4 separate regions of the Sus scrofa genome follow, and regions 1, 2 and 4 are each linked to region 3. The links are chromatin contacts, called in public Hi-C, HiChIP or PLAC-seq and promoter capture Hi-C maps. All regions are on one chromosome and are shown on one strand. The core of a region is the stretch at or near the end of the contact, and the rest is flanking DNA. Distances in the headings are between cores, read along the strand shown.

Evidence for each region. Promoter capture Hi-C pulls out the DNA fragments that hold promoters and counts their contacts. A called contact is a pair of places that touch in the nucleus more often than the background predicts. HiChIP or PLAC-seq counts read pairs in DNA pulled down with a chosen protein or histone mark.
Region 1: an H3K27ac HiChIP or PLAC-seq map of alveolar macrophages shows a contact between it and region 3. The contact joins the enhancer-like site here to the promoter of RPS19BP1 in region 3. A contact is called at or near these places in 3 of 5 promoter capture datasets (fetal liver, fetal skeletal muscle and liver), 6 of 47 Hi-C or Micro-C datasets (alveolar macrophages, heart right ventricle, liver and 3 more) and 2 of 2 datasets of contacts at active chromatin or transcription factors (alveolar macrophages and skeletal muscle).
Region 2: a promoter capture Hi-C map of fetal skeletal muscle shows a contact between it and region 3, with 5 times the contacts expected there. The contact joins the enhancer-like site here to the promoter of RPS19BP1 in region 3. A contact is called at or near these places in 3 of 5 promoter capture datasets (fetal liver, fetal skeletal muscle and liver), 9 of 47 Hi-C or Micro-C datasets (alveolar macrophages, embryonic fibroblasts, heart right ventricle and 5 more) and 2 of 2 datasets of contacts at active chromatin or transcription factors (alveolar macrophages and skeletal muscle).
Region 4: a contact with region 3 is called in a Hi-C map of liver, with 6 times the contacts expected there. The contact joins the promoter of ADSL here to the promoter of RPS19BP1 in region 3. A contact is called at or near these places in 2 of 5 promoter capture datasets (fetal skeletal muscle and liver), 21 of 47 Hi-C or Micro-C datasets (alveolar macrophages, blood, brain and 12 more) and 2 of 2 datasets of contacts at active chromatin or transcription factors (alveolar macrophages and skeletal muscle).

What each region holds. Positions count from the first base shown.
Region 1 is chr5:7,787,032-7,790,394 of Sscrofa11.1, reverse strand. All of the region lies in intron 2 of MKL1 (MKL/myocardin-like protein 1), which reads right to left. Among named protein-coding and RNA genes, the nearest start is that of MKL1, 37 kb to the right of the region's middle. Within about 2 kb of position 1,789, at least 7 of the 83 cell types and tissues checked have an H3K27ac peak or open chromatin away from gene starts, as enhancers often do. A contact at or near this core is called in alveolar macrophages and retroperitoneal adipose tissue, where this site is marked.
Region 2 is chr5:8,198,595-8,201,819 of Sscrofa11.1, reverse strand. The region is part of intron 4 of TNRC6B (trinucleotide repeat-containing gene 6B protein); the gene reads left to right. Among named protein-coding and RNA genes, the nearest start is that of MIR7134, 39 kb to the right of the region's middle. Within about 2 kb of position 1,324, at least 68 of the 83 cell types and tissues checked have an H3K27ac peak or open chromatin away from gene starts, as enhancers often do. A contact at or near this core is called in alveolar macrophages, embryonic fibroblasts, fetal liver and 3 more, where this site is marked.
Region 3 is chr5:8,733,518-8,736,626 of Sscrofa11.1, reverse strand. It overlaps RPS19BP1 (active regulator of SIRT1), which reads right to left and starts at 1,264. Exons shown (of 4, transcript XM_003126008.4): 1 at 1,112-1,264; 2 at 845-973. The coding sequence starts at 1,163.
Region 4 is chr5:8,043,618-8,046,951 of Sscrofa11.1, reverse strand. It overlaps ADSL (adenylosuccinate lyase), which reads left to right and starts at 1,472. Exons shown (of 13, transcript NM_001130733.1): 1 at 1,472-1,642. The coding sequence starts at 1,490. It overlaps LOC106507467 (a long non-coding RNA gene), which reads right to left and starts at 1,409. Exons shown (of 2, transcript XR_001303476.2): 1 at 572-1,409.

The sequences.
Region 1 (3,363 bases), core at 540-3,039, 950 kb after region 3:
CAACTGTACAGTAAGCAAGGGAGAGAGTGGAAGATCATGAAATTGACTCCAGAGAGAAAAATCCTAAGATCTTCAGTCCCATGTGGAGAGCAGTTCATAAGAAATCAAAGGCAGAAGTATGGAGTCCAATTCAAAGGAAGCTATTGAAATAATACAGGGAAGAGATAATAATAAGAATGGCATGATGGTCAGTTGAATGTGCATCAACTTGGTTAGGCTATAGTCCTCAGTTATTCAAACATTAATCTAAGTGCTGCTGCGAAGGTATTTTGTAGATGTGATTAACATTCATAATCAATTGACTTTAAGTAAAGATTATCCCAGATGATCTGGGTGGGCCTCGTTTAATCAGTTAAAAGGCCTTAAGAGCAGAACTGAGATTTTCCAGAAGAAATTTCACCTGTGGATACCAACATCCACTCCCGCCGCTGCCGCCGAGCGTTCCAAACTGTCTTTTCTGTCAGCCTAGCCTATGATGCTGCAGTTGCCTAGCCAGCGTCCCCCCCACCCCCGCCACCCCAAATCAGATAAAGAATAAATCCTTGTAATAAGTCCCTTAATCTCCTACTTGTTCTGTTTCTCTGATTGAACCCTGACTGATAAAGATTTTGGTATCTTGAAGTGGGATTGCTGCTATAACATATTCTTTTAAACATGGAAATGGCTTTGAAATTAGATAACGAGTAGAGGCTGGAAGAATTCTGAGACGCAGGAATGGATAAGCAATGAGGTCCTGCTGTGTAGCACTGGGAACTATGTCTAGTCACTTATGATGGAACATGATAATGTGAGAAAAAAGAATCTATACATGTATGTGTAACTGGGTCACCTTGCTGTACAGGAGAAAACTGACAGAACACTGTAAACCAGCTATAATGAAAAAAATAAAAATCATTATATACTTTAAAAAAATAATTCGGAGAAGCATAATTTCAAAAGCCTAGACTGCCTTCAACAAACTGTTGGTAGAAATAGAGACCCTGAAGGCGATTCTGGTGAGAACTCAGAGGGAAGTGAGAAGCACAACACAGAAAGCCTATACTGTTTTAGAGACTATAAATGTCATCAAAAACAGAAGGCTCGTAAAAAACACGAACACTAAAGGTGCTTCTGGTAAGGTCTCAGAAGAAAATGAGGAATGTTATTAGGAACTGGAGGAAAGGAGTTCCCCTTGTGGCTCAGTGGTTAACGAATCCAACTAGGAATGATGAGGTTGCAGGTTCGATCCCTGGCCTTGCTCAGTGGGTTGAGGATCCGGCATTGCCATGAGCCGTGGTGTAGACTGCAGACTCGGCTCAGATCCTGCATAGCTGTGGCTCTGATGTAGGCCAGTGGCTATAGCTCCAATTAGACCCCTAGCCTGGGAACCTCCATGTGCCGCGGGAGTGGCACTAGAAAGGGCAAAAAGACAAAAAAAAAAAAAAAAAGGAACTGGAGCAAAAGGGATCCTTTTCAGACAATGGCAAAAAAAAAAACTTAGCTGAATTTCGTCCTACAGTTGTGTGAAAAGCAGAACTTGGATATTTAGCTAAGGGGATTTTCAAGCAGCAAGTTGAAGGTGCAGGCTGGTTTCTTCTGGTTGCTTACAGCAAAATGCAAGAGGAAAGAAAAATTGATGGGCTAAATGTCAAACAAAGGAAACTAGTATGTGATGATTTGAGAAATTCTCAGCTTATCTAGACCACAAAAAATGCTAAAATTAGGAGACGCTAGTAAGAAAGCACTGCTGTGGCGAGGAAAGCCAAGAGTGTGGCTGGACAACATTTTACTCCTGCTGAAAGATCACACATGTAACTCAGGGGCCCTCAACCAACCGTCTAAGCGGAAGCTAGGAAGAGACAGGCGATTATCCAGGGAAGATCTACGGAGGAGCCTCCTGTCTAATGACAAGAACCCCTTTCCATCTGGCGGCAGCCATCATGTAAGCCGAGATGGGCGCCTACGCGTACCTCCAGGAGCTATGGAGGAAGAGGCTTTCTCCTCCAGTGCACTGCCGGCAGTCCCACCAGCCCTCAGCGTCTCACAGGGCCCCCCACCTCAACTGGCCTGATAAGGCTCGCAGGCTGGGTACAAGGCCAGGTAAGGTCATCAGATTCATGTGCCACCATGGCAAGCCTAAGGGTGCCACCATGGCAAGCCTGTCCACCCCATGGTGTCAACCAGCTGAAGTCTGCCCGAAGCCTTGAGTCTACTGCCGAGGTCCTAAATTCTTACTGAGTTGGTGAAGCTTCTATGTACAAATTCTCTGAGGTTATCCTCATTGATCCATTCCATAAAGCTATGAGAAGAAATCCTGACACCCAATGGAGCATCAAACCAGTCTACAAGCACAGGGAGATGCGAGGGCTGACTTGCTGGCAGAAAGAGCTGTGGCCTCGAGAAGGGCCTCAAGTTCCACCACACTACTTGTGGTTCTCGCCACACAGCTTGAAGAAGATGCAATAGTCTCCTACTTCACCGATACTGCTGATACAAGTACTGTTTATAAAATTCTTACCTAGTGGATAAGCAATGAGATCCTACTGTATAGCACAGGGAACTGTATCCACTCACTTGTGATGGAACATGATAGAGGATAATGTGAAAAAAAGAATATATATAGATATGTATGACTGGGTCACTTAGCTGTATGGTAGAAATTGACAGAACACTGTAAATCAGCTATAATGGAAAAAATAAAAATCATAAAATCATAAAAATTCTTACCTAATAAACAATATAGGACATTCATGTCTGCTTAAAAAAAAAAAAAAATCCCTGAGACATACATACATAGGAGACTCAAAAGGTTTCTGAGACTCTTACATAAGCAGAAACACGCCAGCCAGCTTGGCCTGAAAGGGACAGAAAGAAAACAAAGCAAAGGAAGCCTGTTGGACTACCAAAATTCTACAGGCAATTTAACTACTAATAAAACCACACAGCAACCACGTGCTACCCTTCAAGAAAAAGTGAAGATAATTCCAGGAACAGTCTTGGGTCCCGAAGCCAGAGTCCCAGAGGGTGGCATCTCTAGCTACAGAGGATTACTCCTAGGCTTTGCAACCTAAGAGATTTTCTGCTGAATTTTAAAATCGGTGGGACCAGTGACACACTTATTCCTTGCATTTTCTCCTTTTTGGAATGGGAATGTCTAAAAGCTGGGAACACATAACTTACTGTCTAGTTTCCCAGGTCCACAGACGGAAAGAAATTTTGCACCAAGAGGGATCATACCCAAAGTCTCACCTATACCTGATTTAGATGAGTTGTATGACAGATTTTGGACTTTAAAGCTGACGATATTTAAATGAGATCTTGGAGTTGAGTGGATGCTGCAGTAGGTTGAGACTCAGGAATGTTGGAATGGAATGAATATATTTG
Region 2 (3,225 bases), core at 75-2,574, 530 kb after region 3:
TGTTGAACAGGAAGGCCTGGTCTAGACAGGGAGTGTCAAGGAAAAGCTTTCCCAGGGTAAGGTTTCTGAGATGGCAAGGGTAAGATGAAACAAAACTGCTCAAAGAAAGAAGCTGAATACAGTTTTAGAGCTGAAAGGAACCAGAGATATCACCCAGCGATGTCCAGTCCTTACATTGCACAGATGGGAAAACCGAAGCCTAACTGAGGTTACACAGTCTTGGAGTTCCCTTTGTGGCTCAGCAGTTAACGAACCCAACTAGGATCCATGAGATTGCGGGTTCGATCCCTGGCCTCACTCAGTGGGTTAAGGATCCTGTGTTGCCGTGAGCTGTGGTGTAGGCCACAGATGCTGATTGGATTCAGCGTTGCTGTGTGCTGTGGTATAGGCTGGCAGCTGTAGCTCTGATTCCACCTCTAGCGTGGGAACTTCTATTTGCCACGGGTGCGGCCCTAAAAAAAAAGAAAAAAAAAAAAAAAAAGAGGTTACACAGCCTTTTCACCCCTGGAGATTAGAGATGCAAACCCAGCGTGCTTTTCTTTGGTGGGTAGAAAGCAAGATGCACTGAGTGAGAAGGGACTTGGGCATGGGGGATGCCAGGTAGGTTTTCAATTTCGTGTTTACTCCAGGTCAGCAGCTGAGCTATTCCTCACATGGGGGAGGAGATTAGAGGTGACTCAGACCTGCCAGTTTGCTGTGTTGCAGCTTAGCTTTTATTTGGGGCAGGTGAAGGAGATATCAAACACACACGCCCCCAAAAGGTCCATGTGGAGTTCAAATGGGAAACCAGTCACTGTTCTGCAGCTCTCTAGCTGTGTGATTTGGGATATGTTGCTTAACCTCTCTGAGCTGGCATTCACAGTTTATACTTTGGTATATTTCCTTTCAGTCTTTTCCTGTGCGTTTTAGGTGCTTGTTAGAGATCAGTCGTGCCCTATATTTCACCCTAATCTTTAAAGATGAAAGTCTTGTTTGGGTAAGGTGTTGTTTAAGCCCCCCTTGAAAGAGCAGTTTGCCAGCCTGTGCTTGCCCAAACATCCAGAGAGTAACTGTGGCAAGCCAAGCTCCAGGATCTGCAAGAATCGTTAGCAACTGAGCATATTTCTATAAACCAATAAAGGTTTTTATATTTTGTTCATCTGTTACCCTTATGCTGTTGCCACTTTCACATTCCGCGTGTGTAGGTGGAGAGTATGAGATAACAGCATTTCAGAAATGAAAGTGAGTGGAAAAGGGCCGCTTTCCCTTTAAGGCAGCTTCATTTCCCCAGCTCCCTCCCCTTTCCTGATTGACAAACCTAACCCAAGTCACATGATCCGCCTCTATTTGAAGGTCACAAAAAGCTGCTTCCTTTAGAGACAGAGGGGGAGAGAGAGAGCAAGAGGGAGAGTGAGTGTGAGAGTTAGTTCAAGCCAAAATGGCCGACAGAGTCTCTGCTGGTTTCTGAATATTTAAAATACAAAAAAACAGATAGACAAAAAGAAATCATTTTTTGGACCTTTTTTCATTTCCATTTCTACCTTGTATGCCTCAATTTGCTGGATTTAAGCACTGCTGCACTTTATGAGGTTGGTAAATATTTTCAATTTTTTAAAACCAATTGATTTATATGGATCTTGTCTAACCGTTTTCACTAGTGGTGTTGCAAATCGACATTTGTCTAGCATGGAGACTGGCTTCAGACATTTCGTGAATCTGTGTAAATCAGATCCGTGATGTACTTTTGGTTCGGCATTTTAGAAATGGAAAAGCCTTGGTAAAATATTTGATTTCGAAGCGATTTAATTGCACTTTTAATTTATATGCAGATTTTCATCATCGTTTCTGTCTGGCAAACAAACGAAGCTGCGAGTAATTGGAAATTTGATATTTAGAAAGAGGTTTTTTTAAAATACACAGACCTCTCCCTGCCCCCTTAAATCTGCTGCAAAAATTTGCATAAATATAAATGGGTTTGCATTCTTTCGGCTGCTAAGGCCGACAAAGGATCTGGGAGGGCAAGCACCACCATGGGACAGCCTTTTTCTTTTTTTTTTCCCCTTTTTTTTAAAAAAAAATTTTAAAGCTAGGCCATCCTTCTTAGAAAGATGTAAAACCTAAAATAAGACTTGATACGTTTTAAACATCAGGCTGGGGGCGAGTGAACACCAGGAGGTTTGGGGTTTGTAGATTCCCCTGCGTGAAAACCTCCCAAGCAATGTGTGGATCACCCCTCTCACCGCGCGCGCTCACTGGCACCGGGTCTCTGTGTGTGTTCTCAAATGTGCAGCCAGATGCGCTTTTATTTTGATCGTGGTTTGAACCAAATGGTAGGACTCTGGTGTAAACATGGTGTTTTAAGATCTGAACAGCTCTTCACCCCGATTAGGAGTTATTTCTCTATCAGTTTCTCCCCGCGGATTGGTCGTCTTCGTTTCTCAAAGATCACAGTTTCTGTTTGATTTTATACGGATGAACTGGGCTTTTCAGCGCAAATCAGCATCTGTGTGTGTAGTTGCCGGTTTTAGCCACGTACCCATTGTGAGGTGATCATTTTGGGTCACACAAATAAGTAGCTGTCTGTATATGGAGGTTGGTTACCCCCGAAACTGTGCAGTGCCCTGAAGTTAAATTCCATTACTCCTAGTGCAGGATTCTAGAAAGCCTGGGAACAGGGAGGGAAGAAGGCTGAAAACTTGCTTTCTCAGAGCCACCTCCCCCTATCATTGTGAGGGTGTGATGTAATGCTTCTGGGTCTGGTGGGCTGAAAGGACTGTAGTTTGTGATGTGGCGGGTAAATTGCCCCCACCCCCCTCAGCACATCCCGGCTCCCAGAGGCCTTGTTTTCTTTCTCTCCCCCCCCCCCTTATTTGTATCCTCCTGGTTTATGTCTTAGCATATTGGCATGAGAAAGAGATTGGTCTTCTAAATCTGTTACAAAGTATAGTTGAGAAAAGGCATTTAAAATATGCAAATGGATCGAATTGTCATATCCCCATCATTAAATATGTAGACTTGGATTAAAGCTAATTAAGCATAAATGGAATAATTTTGATGTGAAAGAGCAGTGGGGTTTTTTGTTGTTGTTGTTTCCTTTTTTAATTAATCTAATTATAAGATGCTTGCTGGGCCTGAAAGTGTTAAAAAAAATGGAAAAAATGCTGGACTATTTTGAAAATTTGACAGTCTGGAAGAGGGTGTGTAGTGCTTTCAAAAGCTTTATTCACTGTTAAAATGGATTGGCCT
Region 3 (3,109 bases), core at 15-2,514:
CCCAAGATGCTCTCCTAGAAACAGGGCTCCATTCCCGCTGGATCTCCTTCCCCCTCCATCCTCACAGCCAGTTCACTGAGGCCATCAAGGCTCCCTCTTCACTGCATCAGCCACCTGCACAATTCTGTTATCTCTGCACCACCACCACCACCCAGGCCACAGCACCTCCTAGTTGAATGACGTAGGTGAGAGCAGGGCTCTGGAAACACACTGCCTGGTTTCTACCTGTACCATCTGGGCAGGTGCCTGTTTCTGCACCTGTACAATGGGGTAATAACAGCACCGACGGCACAGGGTTGCTGTGAGAGATGAAATCAGTGAATATTTGTACGAGACTTAGAAAAGCACCGGGCGCAAGGAGTTTTAATTTTTATTAAATGCTCCGTCTCTGACCCTCGTTCACTGTACGTTGCCTTTAACCAGGTTTCTTTTAAATTTTCAAAGGCAACGAATTTCTTTCGGACTTTGTAGATGCCATTCTCCTGGATTACTCCTCCCCTAGCTCACTCTTATACTTCAGGTCTGGGCTTAAATGTTGCTTCCTTAGAAAAGCCTGATTTGGCCCTGAAGTCCTTCTCAAAGCACGAAAGTCTTACTGCACAGACTTCATCACCGCAACTATATGCTGATTTTGAAACTCTATGATGCTTCTCTCCCCGTTTGAGGGCTGAGACGGTGATGTGTTCACCTCCGCGTTCCTAGGGCCCCGTCCTGCGCCCGTCGCACAGGTGTTCTAGAAATGTCTGGGGAACCTTTCAAGCCCTGACTCAAGTGCCCCCTCCTCCAGGGCACAGGCCCCTATCCCAGGAGCAGCACGTCCCGTCCCGTCCACTCCCAAACTCACCCAGCGCCGACTTGGGAACCTTTCCCTTGGCCGAGTTCCGCAGTTTCTGGGCCTGGGTCGCCTTTGCCTTCCGGGTCCGTTTCTTTGGAGCCTGGCTAGGCTTAGTCTGGCCTGGCGCGGCCTCGGGGGCTGTAACGGGCACAGAGAAAGGCACGGACCCGGGTCGGAGGGCGCTCAGGGCTCCCATCCCACCGAGGCTAAGCCCGGCCTGGATCGTTCCGCACCCCGCAAGCTCCATCCCCAGTCCCTCCCACCTTCCCTCCTCACCTTCGGGAACCCCCAAAAGCTCCAAGCCCCGCCGCAGCAAGGCCGCCGACATAATTGCACTTAGCCCCGCCCACACGCCTCAAGTACTTCCGCCCTGGACACCCCTGTTTTCTCGGCGGAAACCAGAGCGAGAACAGAAGGTTCCGCAGAGGAAGTGCGTTAGGACGCATGCGTTATACTTACCACTGGGCGGGAAGGGGGCGGGATATGGAGGTGGGGCCAACACACGAAGGACACATTTGTCGTCCAATCCCAATCCAACCAACCCTTTGCGAGCCAGGCCACACCTTCTCCAGGAAGCCGTCTACCCCTAGCCCAGCCCAGCAGAGTTTGGTAGGTTAAGCCTCTCGGTTCTGGCTGCTCCGTCAAGGGCGAGGCCGGGGGCAGGGCGGAGTGGTAATATTCTCAATTTTTATGAAAAAGGAGAATGCATTTTTTGAAGTATTTTTAAATGCAATTCAACCAGAGCAACGTATCGCACAGATAGAGTTCGCCTTAACGGCTGTCTTCTTTAAACCGGACATTAAAGGCATTTTCAAGAATGCAAAACATATAAGTGTTTTCCCACTATTTTGTTGTTTTGTAAAATACAGTTGATTTCATTAAAATATGTCACTTAGGGAATTTCCGTTGTGGCTCAGCGGTAATGAACCCGGATAGTATCCATGAGGACGCGGGTTTGATCCCTGGCTTCGCTCAGTGGATTAAGGATCCAGCATTGCCAGTGAAATGCGGTGTAGGCTGAAGACGCCACCTGGATCTGGCATTGCTGTGGCTGTGGTGTAGGCGGGCGACTACAGCTTTGATTGACCCCTAGCCTGGGAATTTCCATCTGCCCCGCGTGCGGCCCTAAAGAGACCCCCCCCCCAAAAAAAAACCCCAAAACAAAACAAAACAAAATTCTCTTATATTAATAAGTAGGCTTGTCATATTAAACCAATTAATAAATATTTTATAAATTCTCTGTTTTAGTTTCTTACATGGTAACTGTCGTTATGTATTTACACATAAAATAGCTCTTTGGGATTCTGAATTTTTCTAAGCATAAAGAAGTTCTTATACCAAATAATTTGAGAACGTCTGGCTTAGAAGTTCTTGCTGTGTGGAGGAATCCTGTCTGGTTCCCTGCTCCATCTGCAGATCCTGGCCTAGTACCTGGCATGCAGAAGACAATAAATGAGTGAGGAATGAGGACGAACCACTGAATTCATTGTACAAACATGTTCTGAGGGCCTCTTGCATACCTGACACTGTCGAGTGTAGGTCACAGAGATGACTCAGTTGGTCCTTTTTTTTTTTTAGGGCTGAGCCTGTGGCACATGGAGGTTCCCAGGCTAGAGGTCAAATCGGAGCTGTAGCTGCCAGTCTATGCCACAGCCACAGCAATGCCAGATCTGAGCCGTGTCTGTGACCCACAACACAGCTCATGGCAACGTCGGATCCTTAACCCACTGAGGGAGGCCAGGGAATGAACCTGTGTCCTCATGGATGCTAGTCAGAGTTGTTTCCACTGAATCACCCCGGGAATTCCCATGTATTTTTTATTGACTCTTTCCCCACCCACTATAAGCTCTACAAAGGCAAAGATCTTTCTTTGTTCACTGTTACATCTCTGGCACCTGCAGTTGTGCTTGGCTTATAGTAAAGGCTCCATGAATGCACAAATCAGATAGATGAAAACAGAGATGTCCAGGTGGAAGTAGGATGGGTGAGTCCGCCGCTCAGGAGAGCAGCGGACCAAGCTAGACCGGGACTCTCTTTCTCCTTCCGACATAGGATGGTCAGCACATGGTCCCTGTGGTGGAGAGATTTTTTTGTATTCTATTGTCGCAGCCAAAGGGTGGATTCTTGCAGGATCTCCAGTTGAGCCTGGACCTCTGCTGGATTGAGGTGGGGCCGAGCGGCTAGTTCGGCCACTAGGTGGCGCCACAGGACAGCTTTTTCGCACAGCGTGGCTCCAGGATCCGGTCCGCAGAGGTCCAGGTTGCGGTGTCAGTG
Region 4 (3,334 bases), core at 223-2,722, 690 kb after region 3:
ATCTAATCAACCACTTTTAATGTCCCTGAAGCATTATGGTTCCTGGAAAAGGGGCTGCTCACCTCAGCAAATAAGCTGAGAATTCAAAATGAGACACTCAGAAACAGGTAATTTCTAAGGAGCATAGGACCTGCTACTATAGCACAAAGGAAAGGGTACCTTTGGATCTGTGAAGAACCAGGAGCCTGGAGCTTATCCCGTCACCTAATTCCTTGCTTTTGCCCTTCTATGGGAGAAGAAAAGACGCTCAGCCTGCCTGCCCATGCCTTCCTTTTGCCATCTGCAACATGGGGATCATAAAAATGGCTAGCATTTACTTAGTGCTCTGCTTTGGAGAGGAGTGTATGTATCATTTCATTAAAAAAATAACTGAGCAACTCAGGATCCTCACATGGATTAAACAAGATCACTTGCGGAGCTGCCGCTGTAGCACGCTGGATTAAGGTACAGCGTTGCGGCAGTGCCGCTGGGATTCCATCTCTGGCCTGGGAACTTCCGCATGCCTGGCAGGTGTGGCAAACAAACAAAAGAACAAGATCACTTGTGTAAAGCACTCAGGACAGTGACATACCTAGTGAGATCTCCATAAACCTTAGCGGGGTTTTATCATTGCCCAACCAGAAAGAAGAGTAGGACTGTCAGGGAACATTTTCTGGACTGGACCTTGAGGAAGAGGTAGTGACAGAGGTGTTCCAGGACGGAGGAGGCGGGGTTGGGATGCCCTCACCAAGCGTTAGGTGGGACCCCACACGATGTGTGCTGGGACCTTTGCAGCACGATGGCTTGGAGTGCAGGATCTGAAGTCGGGAGGCTTCACTTAGTTGGGTGGCCCTCAGCAAGTCATCAACGTCTGAGGCTCAGTTTCAGCGCTTACTGAAATCCGCTTTTACCGCTGTTTCGTCCAAGGGGCTCACTTGGAACTCAATAAATGCCGATTTCTTTCGGGCATCTTCATTCCTCAGAACTGCGCGCGGCGCCTGGCAAACGCGGGGGAAGGGTAGGCGGCAATAATAAACAATAGCAAACACACAGAGGGCTTTCTAAGTGTCCCAGACATAGATACCGATACCCAATCCTCTCAGCAATCTTTTTTTTTCCCCCCTGTCTTTTTAGGGCCGCGTCTGCGGCATATGGAAGTTCCCGGGTAGGGGTCGAATCTGAGCTGCCAGACAAGACCACAGCCACAGCAACACTCAGCAATTTAAAGGCGAGTCTTTTCAGATGGAAAAGCTGAGACGCAGAACTGCGAAATAACTTATGAAGCGCTAATCACTGTTCCTTGTAAACGAAGAAAAAAATCCTTAACCCTCAGCCGCGGGCTCAGCGGCTCGCGGAAACCCTCCACAACCTTGAGGGCTGCGGCCACCCGGAGCCCCGGGACCTGGACCAAGTGGAGGAAGCCCCGCCCCCCAAGCAGGGAAGTCCCGCCTCTGACTTCCGCTTCCGCTGTGGCTGGTCCTGTCCCTTCTAGCAGGGTCGTGTGTTCGGGATGGCGGCGGGAGGTGACCATGGCGGGCACGACAGCTACCGCTCGCCGCTTGCCTCCCGCTATGCCAGCCCGGAGATGTGCTTCGTGTTTAGCGACAGGTACAAATTCCGGACCTGGCGGCAACTCTGGCTGTGGCTGGCGGAGGCTGAGCAGGTAACGCGCCCGGTGCTGAGAGGCGGGCCCGCCCCTGCGCGTGCCGGGCTCTGCGCCCGGTGTGGGCTGAGCAGCCTGAGACAGCTGCCCCGCTGTTTTCCGCCGGGTGTTCTCTTTCCAGAGGAGCTGCGGCCCCGGGAAGGCCAGGGCGAAAGGCCCTCGCGCCGCACCTGTACGTGTTTATAATCGTCAAGGGTTGGAGACGCACAGGGGGCGGCGAGAAGTTCAGTTTTCTGTTTCAGGGAGTAAATCGTGGCCATTCCCGCGGGAGTACACTCCTGAGCGCTTGTTACGGGCCCCTGTGCTCATTTGTGTACACGTCTTTTCCCTGTTAACGAATAAAGACTTTGCAAACTAGGTGGTGTTTTCCCACATATAGGAGAGAAGACCAAGCCTCTATGATAATCCAGCTCATAATTTGCTCCTTAACAGCAATAGAGAAACCCAAATGTGATCCTGTGTTCCGTGCGAAACCTGAGCGCTTGGCCACTTCGTCTTCCACAATGCCTCAGTGTGGACGGAGACCAGGATCAGCTACAGAATCCATGTTTCCTAGGCCACCATTAACGCTTCACTCGCTGCCCTTTGCCCCTGGGGAGGAAAAATCGGAGGAGGGGTTATTAGACGAGATTTAATATTTGGTTTCTCTTAAAAGTGCTGCTCAGTAGACTTACTCAGCCCAACAGTTTCAAAAATAGCTCCAGACGGGCCTGCCCAAAGGAGCTGAAGGAATGAGAAGGTGATCCAAGAGCTATAAGGTTTCAGAGGAAAATGCTAGGACGAGCAAGATGGCAGTACCCTACCAGACAACAGTTAGTAAACCAGAAGCAATCTGAGTATATGCCTGAGACCGAGGTACTTGGTCTCCCAACAGGAAACTTTCTTCCTAGGTTTTCCCCACTTCCTGTCACTGTGCTCAAAAAAATAAAGTAGTACCTAATACTAGCAGACATTGCTACAGCATCTCCTGTGTGTGCTCCATAGTTTGAAAACCTTAACTGTTAATAGTTTCCCAATCCTCAGAACAACTGTTTATAAGAAGTACTGTTATTCCAGTTTCACTGATGATAGAATGGAGTTACAGAGAGATTTCATAAAACTCTAGGCTCAGATAAACAATAAGAGCTACAGATGAGGATGTGAACAGCGTATACTCTAGCTTCTGTTTTCTGTTCTATCCCTGTGGATGAGGGTGGTAGCACTCCACGTTTCAAGTTGGCATTGAAATATAGTCTGGGAGTTCCCGTCGTGGCACAGTGGTTAACGAATCCGACTAGGAACCATGAGGTTGCGGGTTCGGTCCCTGCCCTTGCTCAGTGGGTTAACGATCCGGCGTTGCCGTGAGCTGTGGTGTAGGTTGCAGACGAGGCTCGGATCCCGAGTTGCTGTGGCTCTGGCGTAGGCCGGTGGCTACAGCTCCGATTAGACCCCTAGCCTGGGAACCTCCATATGCCGCAGAAGCGGCCCAAAGAAATAGCAAAAAGACCAAAAAAAAAAAAGAAAAGAAATACAGTCTGAATATGTGTTCTTTTCTTTGCCCTGTCTGCACATTGCCTGAAATGCATACAATTTTGATATCTTGTGCGTTTGGATTACCTGTTAAAGTGACAACATTATCAGCATAAATTACATAGTAATTTAGTAGGTAAGGAAAGAAAAAAAAAACAGATCTGGGGAATGCGAGATTAGGAG